Regions from separate parts of the Bicyclus anynana genome. Here region 1 is linked to region 2. A link is a contact called in public Hi-C data. All regions are on one chromosome and are shown on one strand. The core of a region is the stretch at or near the end of the contact, and the rest is flanking DNA. Distances in the headings are between cores, read along the strand shown.

Region 1 (3,657 bases), core at 1,141-3,640, 240 kb before region 2:
AGCATATTAAAAGCAATTTAAAGACCCCAACGTACCCTTCAATCGATCAAGCAACGTGGGTTAAGTAAACACAGAATCGAATTTAGGAACATCAAACATGACGTTTGCTACACTTTCATACGCCCCTAATCTTACGGGGATATTAGAAAAAAAATAAAAAGAAGTCAAGATCAAAGGCGTCACCTGCAGACATTATTTATGAATGAGCTTTTCGTAAACGGCTGATAATATCCATCCAGTACACGTGCACTTAACAAACCAGACTCAAGATCTTATTGCAACGGAATAAGGAGGAGTTTTGAAAGCCAGGACGGCACTTGTTGTTTGGTGTTAATCAAGGGAACGCTTTTAAAGTTTAAATGTAGGGAAAATTGAATTGTTTTGGTAACCGCGTGTTGAAAGCTTTGCGGCCTGCGGTCTGCGGGCTGTCGGGAAAAGGTGCGGCCTGACTTTGTACTACGTGTGACAGTGTTGTGGATTGCATGGAATTTTCATCGTAAATACTTTGAATGAATAATTTATGCACTTCGGATTTTTTTGTTTGTAATTTATTCCTGGAACCTTTACATATTTCTTGTACCTGTATTATTATAATTGTGCTTGTATATTGAATGAGAAGGGAAAGATACGCTGAAAGCAACCACACTAAATTGTATAGACTGCATTTACATTTCATGAAAACGGCGCATAAAAAAAAATGCTAAGCGGGGTGCAAGTTTTCATATAATCGTCGGTCAGTTCCGTGAGCCGTGCGAATGACAGTGATCATCTAGTTTCTAATATATGTACCGTGGTTACAATGTATGTCGTTGGCTGAAAGTACCTGGAAAAGACGTCTTGCGTTCATTCAAAATCAATACATAATATGTGTTTAGAGACTAGGTAAAATCTAAATATTATATGTAAGCGAAAAGTCATCATCTCAAAAACCGAAGTCAAAAGAAATTTGGTAATGAGGTAGTTTATAGTTAGTAGATTTTGAATCAGATCCGCAGATCTCTGAGATCGCTCAGCGAGTCGCGAAGCTGAAGTGGCAATGGACAGGCCACATAGTTCGAAAAGCCGATAGACGTTGGGGTCCCAAGGTGCTGGAATAGCGGCCCCACACCGGAAAGCGCAGTGTTGGTCGACCCCCAACTAGGTGGACCGAGGACATCAAGCGGGTTGCAGGGAGCCGCTGGATGCTGGCGGCTCGAGACCGTTTTATTTGCAAGAGGGCCATATCCAGCATGACCCAAAACTGTGAATAGGGAATTTAGAGGTTGTGGTGAAAATCATCGCATCCTATTCCAATCTTTCGTGTAAGAAAAAAAGAAATAGGTACTTACATTTTTCATCGGTGGGTATACTATTGAAATATTTTTAAAAGAGAGCCGTGATAGCTCAATGGATATGACCTCTGCCTCCATTTCCGAAGGGTGTGGGTTCAAATCCGGTCCGGGGCATGCACCTCCAACTTTAAGTTGTGTGCATTTTAAGAAATTAAATATCACGTGTCTCAAACAGTGACACAATAGGCCAGCGTGGTGGACTATTGACCTATCCCCTCTTATTCTGAGAGAAGTCTCGAGCTCAGCAGTGAGCCAAATATGGGTTAATAATAATGATGATTTTTAAAATTCCCTAGCTGTTAGTTTAGGCACTTAGCATATAGATATGCAATTTAAAACCGGTATTAAGATGGTGCAGTTTAAAAGTCCATCAAGTAAAATTGAGGAATAGCTAACATCTTACGTTCGGTGCCGGGATAGGAAACTTTGCACTTTTGCAGATATTATTAAAATCTTGTCGACGCGGAGTGGTACAATATTAGTTGCTTGCACAAAGTGGTTTAACGTAATAACATTTCTTTGTGGAGGCTTTCAAAGGCTTTTAATTCACTATCTGCGGCTATGAGCTGCTTGAGCTAAAACAAATTATCTTACACAAACGTACTTTACGTAGAATGGAACAAGATTTGTTTTTACGATATATAAAATGTTTACCTACCTAATACTTTTGACTGAAACTATTTAAATTCAGTTGAATTTTAACGAATTTTAATTTAAAGTTTTATGATGATAACTATAATCGGAAGGAAATGGTCGAATATAAAATCTCTGGTTAAAGAGAGTACTCCTCAATCCACCATCAGAACTGCAGCTCTGACTATTCTTAGGTAGAATAGACAACTTAATCAGTACCACTGGCACTGTAACGCAGAATAGACAAGATAGTCAGTCAGTATTGGTTCAAGTTTTGGTCGAACAAACGACCAGTATCTGGCTCAGGGACCATAATGTGCCCTTCAGTCAAAATAATATTATTTCTGCAGTCAACACATTTTCATACCAACCAATTAAAATAACTCTCAAGAGATGGCGCTTTCGTAAGTCTTATACAAACGACTTGTGCTGCCATCTGTTATAACCATTGTAAGATGCGTAGAGAAATAGCAGCAAGCCTGTAGAACCATGTGCATTATTCAGACGTAGCTAGAAACTCTCAAAAGAGGGCGTTTACATTAAATTTATATATTATAAATTTTGAAATTATAACTTTTATCAATGTAGCTAACAACTATAAAATTAATTTTATGAAATAAAAGTTATTAGAACTACTATTCTCAAATACCTATTCGTTAGTCTTAATGTTTTGAAAATAACTATAATTATCATGCTCAACTTTTATGCAAGTAGTTTATCATATAGGCACTAGATGTCACTTAAAAAAAAGTTAGTTATTTCTTGTGCCACAAGGTGTCTAAAGCCTTCTTGATTTGTTGACGCGCCAAAATTAATTCAAAAACATTTACATTTTTTTTGACAACATGTACTTATTTAAAAGAAATTCTATAGACGTGTCCCTCGTGTATTTAAAAAATACATATTTAAATAATTCTAAATTTTTAGAAATACTTAAAGCCTTGAATTTTAAAAATCAGTTTAGTAGATTCAGAGATTACCCACAACACCACACACTTTTTACCTCCGTAATAAATTAGTAGTTACAGATGTAAGTGAATAATCCTACTTAATATTATAAACGCGAAAGTTTGTATGGATATTTGGATGTTTGTTGCTCTATAACGCCGCTACTACTGAAGCCATTTAGCTGAAATTTGGAATGGGAATAGATTTTACTCTGGATTAACACATAGATTACTTCCCCGGAAAAATCCATGGTTTCCGAGGGATCTGTGAAAAACTAAATTCCACGCGGACGAAGTCGCGGGCGTCCGCTAGTCTGATCATATAAAGAGAAATGTAAAAAAATCAGCTTTTACAGGATTCCTTCTTGTAATTCCACCACGCCTTCAAAAACAACAGATTTTATTACACAAGGCAGGTTCGTATTCTATATTTATTTAGTTCTATAAAGGTACAGTTTCCTTTACAAGGATCTTGCATGTCGCGAATTCAAAGAATGATGTACCCATAATCTTGAATTGCATTCTTAACGTTTATGCTAACAATTTTTATTATGGAGTAAACCTATAAATGCAAATAAAAAGTTGTACGAATTTCCTTTAAAATATGTAAACAACATTGCTATACATAATTACCTACTATACAACTTTTCCTTATTGACATGGATAAAGAATAACATTGCGACTGTATGAGAAACAATTCAATGTAACGATTAATAGTAATTTCAAGGTTCTTTTTATGTCGTCTA
Region 2 (4,114 bases), core at 912-3,411:
ACTAAAAAAACAATACTTTTTCCCTTGCAGCAAATGCAATTTCATTGCTACTTTAATAAGCTATATTAACTTTATTCAGCAAGAGAAGTGAAAAGATATAATATTAGGTACAGTACAATGTGCATTAAACTTAAACTCTAATAATGCGTCTTGCCCATTGTGGGTCGCTACGTGTTTAATTAGTGTGGGTAGGATTATGTAACAAATGTATTTCTTTTATGATCCGACTTGAATTCTACACTTGATTCTTGTATTGAGACATTTTTATTGCCCCTTGTTAACATAAGCGGTATCTAGTGTATACTTCCTGTTTATTTCTGTTTCTATTTCCATTCTGACTTTAGTATAAACATTTGATTGTTTATTGGCTTCTACTTGATCTATTGAATAGTAATTAAGTGCTCATTATTGTCTCTATAGAACGTAGTGTATGAAGATAATGTAGTAGTTTAATTTCACTATATCATCGATTCTATTACATGCTTTACAAGTAGAAGTAATTAGCCAACCAGCCATGCTTATTGCATATTTTTTATTATTTTTGCTCTGTTAATGTTTTTATAATCTGTCTCGTTGGTCGAGTGCGTAGCTTCGAATCACGAGGCCCTTGGTTCGAGTCTTCGATGCAGGATATAGAATTCTGAGCTTTTCTTTATTTTTAGAAATTTTCAGTCCCGGTCATTTTTTTAGTAACCTGAGTATAATGCGACTTTTCTTTATTTAAAACCACTTCTACGATATAGTGGAAAATTTACACGAGCAAATTCGCGGGCGGTAACTATCCTGCTATTTATTATTCATTCTTAATAAGAGAATTTTCTCACATTAAGCAACTTAAAAGTTACGGTCCATTCTTCTCTGTTATTTTGCATGAATTTTATAATTTTGTGTAAGTACTTACTTACTTAAAATATATTTAATATTTCCCAGGTTGATTCAAGGTGGTTACCTACATTAATTAACTTGAACCATTTTTTATCTCTTCATTCGGTTGTATCAACTTTTTGCGGTCTGCAATTATTTCAAATATATTATTTTTAACACGCTTTTATGAGCTCGATGTGCATGCATTTTTAATGATATTATTTATACTATTATATTATATACATATTATTTGTACTATTATATTATATACATTAACCATTTTATTTAATTTTTATCCACTTTTCGCAATTGCAAATTGAAATGAAGAAATTGATTTTATTTCGTCATTTTCTTATAGAATTGCTACAATTACTTTACATATTAACACTGACTGACTTAATATTTTCTGAAAAAGTCCTACATTTTTTTCTATTACTTATTTCGCCATTTTTCAAATAAAAAAGGGGATGCTTTGACAAGTACTTCGTTTTCGGAATCGTTGTTCCGTCCATCCATTGGATTGTTCATCCGTGTGTAGATAGATAGGTATACCTACAATAACATAATTTGAAACTAATAGTCCAATTCGTTAACATCAATCAAATTGGTAATTATTTAAATCGTATTGGTAATTTTGTAATATGATGACATAGAAGAATGTGTAACTTATGTAATAATATTATTGTAATAATCATCACCTGTAGTAGTACTAATATTACAAAGAGATACAGTTTGTGGTAATGTAGGGGACGTGTAATCTCTGGATATACTAAACCGATTTTTAAAAATCCTTTTAACCACTAGAAAGCCATGTTATTTGTCGTATTCTCACGAAAACGGGAACTACGCGGGTGAATCGCAGTAATAGTGATAAAATTCTCAAGTGAAAAACATAGATAGGTAAATAAAATAATAAAAAAAAACAGTTCAATTTCAAAAAAGCAAAATATTTTTACGTAACACGTAAAAGTAATTATTTTGCTTTAAAAATATTATCGCATTACCAAATTACCTTCATTCGATTATAGTAACAGGCGAAAGGTGTTTAATTTATTAATATAAACGAAACTAAATGTAAATGTTTCCGGAATTCTGTTTACTAAAGCACCGGTGAAAGTGAAACAGCAAGGTCATGCCCCTGCGGCTCCTTCTATATAAAAGGTCGAATAAAAAGCACTGAAGGCAATTGAATTTCATTCCTTTCATCGATATTTTTTACGCCTGTACACTATCTCTCGGCACATTTGCTATAGATACTAGTCTCGCCATCTAGCGGTGACGATGGGAACTACCACGTAGAAAGACGGCGTAATTTTGAAATTTTCCGCTAGAGAGCAGGGTATCCAAATTGTATAATGTAATTTGTGTTTAATGAAATTTACAGAAGCTAAACAAAATATTTGAGCTACAGTTCCGTTTATTTCAAATTTTATTTAAGATAAATTAAAGTATAGGCGCATTTCTTCCTTCCGACACTTCTTTTTGTAATCCACGACCACGACCATTACTAAGGGATAGGACCTTGTCAAAAGTAAACTACGCAGCGTTTAGTTTGACAAGGTTCCATCCTATTTTAATCGCACGCGAGATAAACAAACTGTAGAAATTATTATCAATATGCGAAATAACAATTAATGATGATGATTAATTTATATGATTATATTTTAGCATTTAAGGAGGCCATAGATCTTTTTTTGTTAATTGTGTATATAAAATCTAGAAAACAACCCTGTACAGGCACATACATACTTGTAACCGACACGTCTCGTTTCACACGGACAAAGGCAGGCGAGCCTGTCGCGCTCCGCTGCGCACGCGCCGCCCTGAAAATGCCACATGTCATGGTGTTTTCATGTGAAATCTTTCAGATTCGCAACAGTTGAGTCTCATTTCTGTCAAGGTTATTGATCTCTTTCATATCACAAAGTTGTACAAATTATAACGAAGTATTTAAAAATACAAAATCAATCAACTACTTATCTATTATATTTTATAAGTTAATGCCCAATAATATTATTTATTTGCAACAAGTTTACGTGTCATTGTCATGGCCCCAGAGAGCCATCATAGGTACAGATATACCAACTAAAGAAAAAGGCTCTTCAAACGAAACCACTTTAGACTCTTGTTTACTTATTTAACATGTTTTTTTTTTAATTTAACCTTTGATGTGAGGAACTAGTATAGTCAGACCTCCATGCCGTGTTATTCGCATAAACGAATTATTAACGAATACTTTTTCAAAATAATTATTATTTATTAAAAACGAACTTAATGCCAATAATTGAGTTAATTTACTATATTAGAAGTTACTCATTAATGTATTTTTTTCTGTTGTACATACATTTATGTATGATACATAATAACGATAGAAGGTAAAGAAGCTTCTACAACATTCGAAGAGTTAGATTCTCGAGTAGGTATTGTGTTGAAACAAGAGCCTCGATAATTTACACAAATATTCATATTTTCCTTTCCAACGTCTTGTTAATGTCAATGACAAATCAATTCACAAATAACTAAAAATTAAGCGTGGAAACATACATTAAGATGATCGCACATTCCTAATCAACCCAAATTTTGGATTATTTTAAACACTTTCTGATACATATAACATTAAATTGGATTTTTAAAATTTTTCGAGTTGTCTTGTCTTCATCTTCAATGTATCTACAATTACCAGAAACACACATATGAAAAGTGAATCAACTAAAATTATATTTGAATTATTTTAAAACAACGAAGTTAGCTGCTACCATTAAATAGATTGACTAGAATATATTCTAGTAGAATAGAAGTTTTACTTCTGACAGCATAGAATTTAAAAACTAACAACATCTTATAGTAGATATCTGTGAGACCATAATACCTAAAAGAAATTGTTCTTTGTTTAGCAATGATTTCTTTACGATATTCATTAGCATGCAGTTTAATTAGTGTTAATCATTTGCATGGTATGCTAATTGCACCATCTGATTTACATTTATAAACAAACGTTTGCATACCTGCTAACAACTTATCTTCTATGCTTATAAAAAAATATGTAGAGAGGTCATTTGTGTACATGAAATATTTCCAAAATAACTATCACTGGATGATTTAGTGATCGATACTGATGCCGAAAATGCAACAGTAAAATTTTCGAAGAGAAACAAAAACTACTAGACGAATTTTAAGGAAACTTGGTAAAATTATTTTTCATACTCCGGGGCAGGTTATAGTATACTTTAAATCACGCTACGATCAATAG

The links. Hi-C and Micro-C count contacts between places; a contact is called where the count stands out from the background.
Region 1: a contact with region 2 is called in a Hi-C map of whole larva, with 3 times the contacts expected there. The contact joins two enhancer-like sites. A contact is called at or near these places in 2 of 2 Hi-C or Micro-C datasets (whole body and whole larva).

Annotation. Positions count from the first base shown.
Region 1 is chr1:3,737,379-3,741,035 of ilBicAnyn1.1, reverse strand. No RefSeq gene overlaps it. Among protein-coding and RNA genes, the nearest start is that of Trnav-aac, 31 kb to the left of the region's middle. Within about 2 kb of position 2,390, at least 7 of the 8 cell types and tissues checked have open chromatin away from gene starts, as enhancers often do.
Region 2 is chr1:3,493,833-3,497,946 of ilBicAnyn1.1, reverse strand. All of the region lies in intron 1 of LOC112054560 (transcription factor Ken), which reads left to right. Among protein-coding and RNA genes, the nearest start is that of LOC112054561, 17 kb to the right of the region's middle. Within about 2 kb of position 2,161, at least 7 of the 8 cell types and tissues checked have open chromatin away from gene starts, as enhancers often do.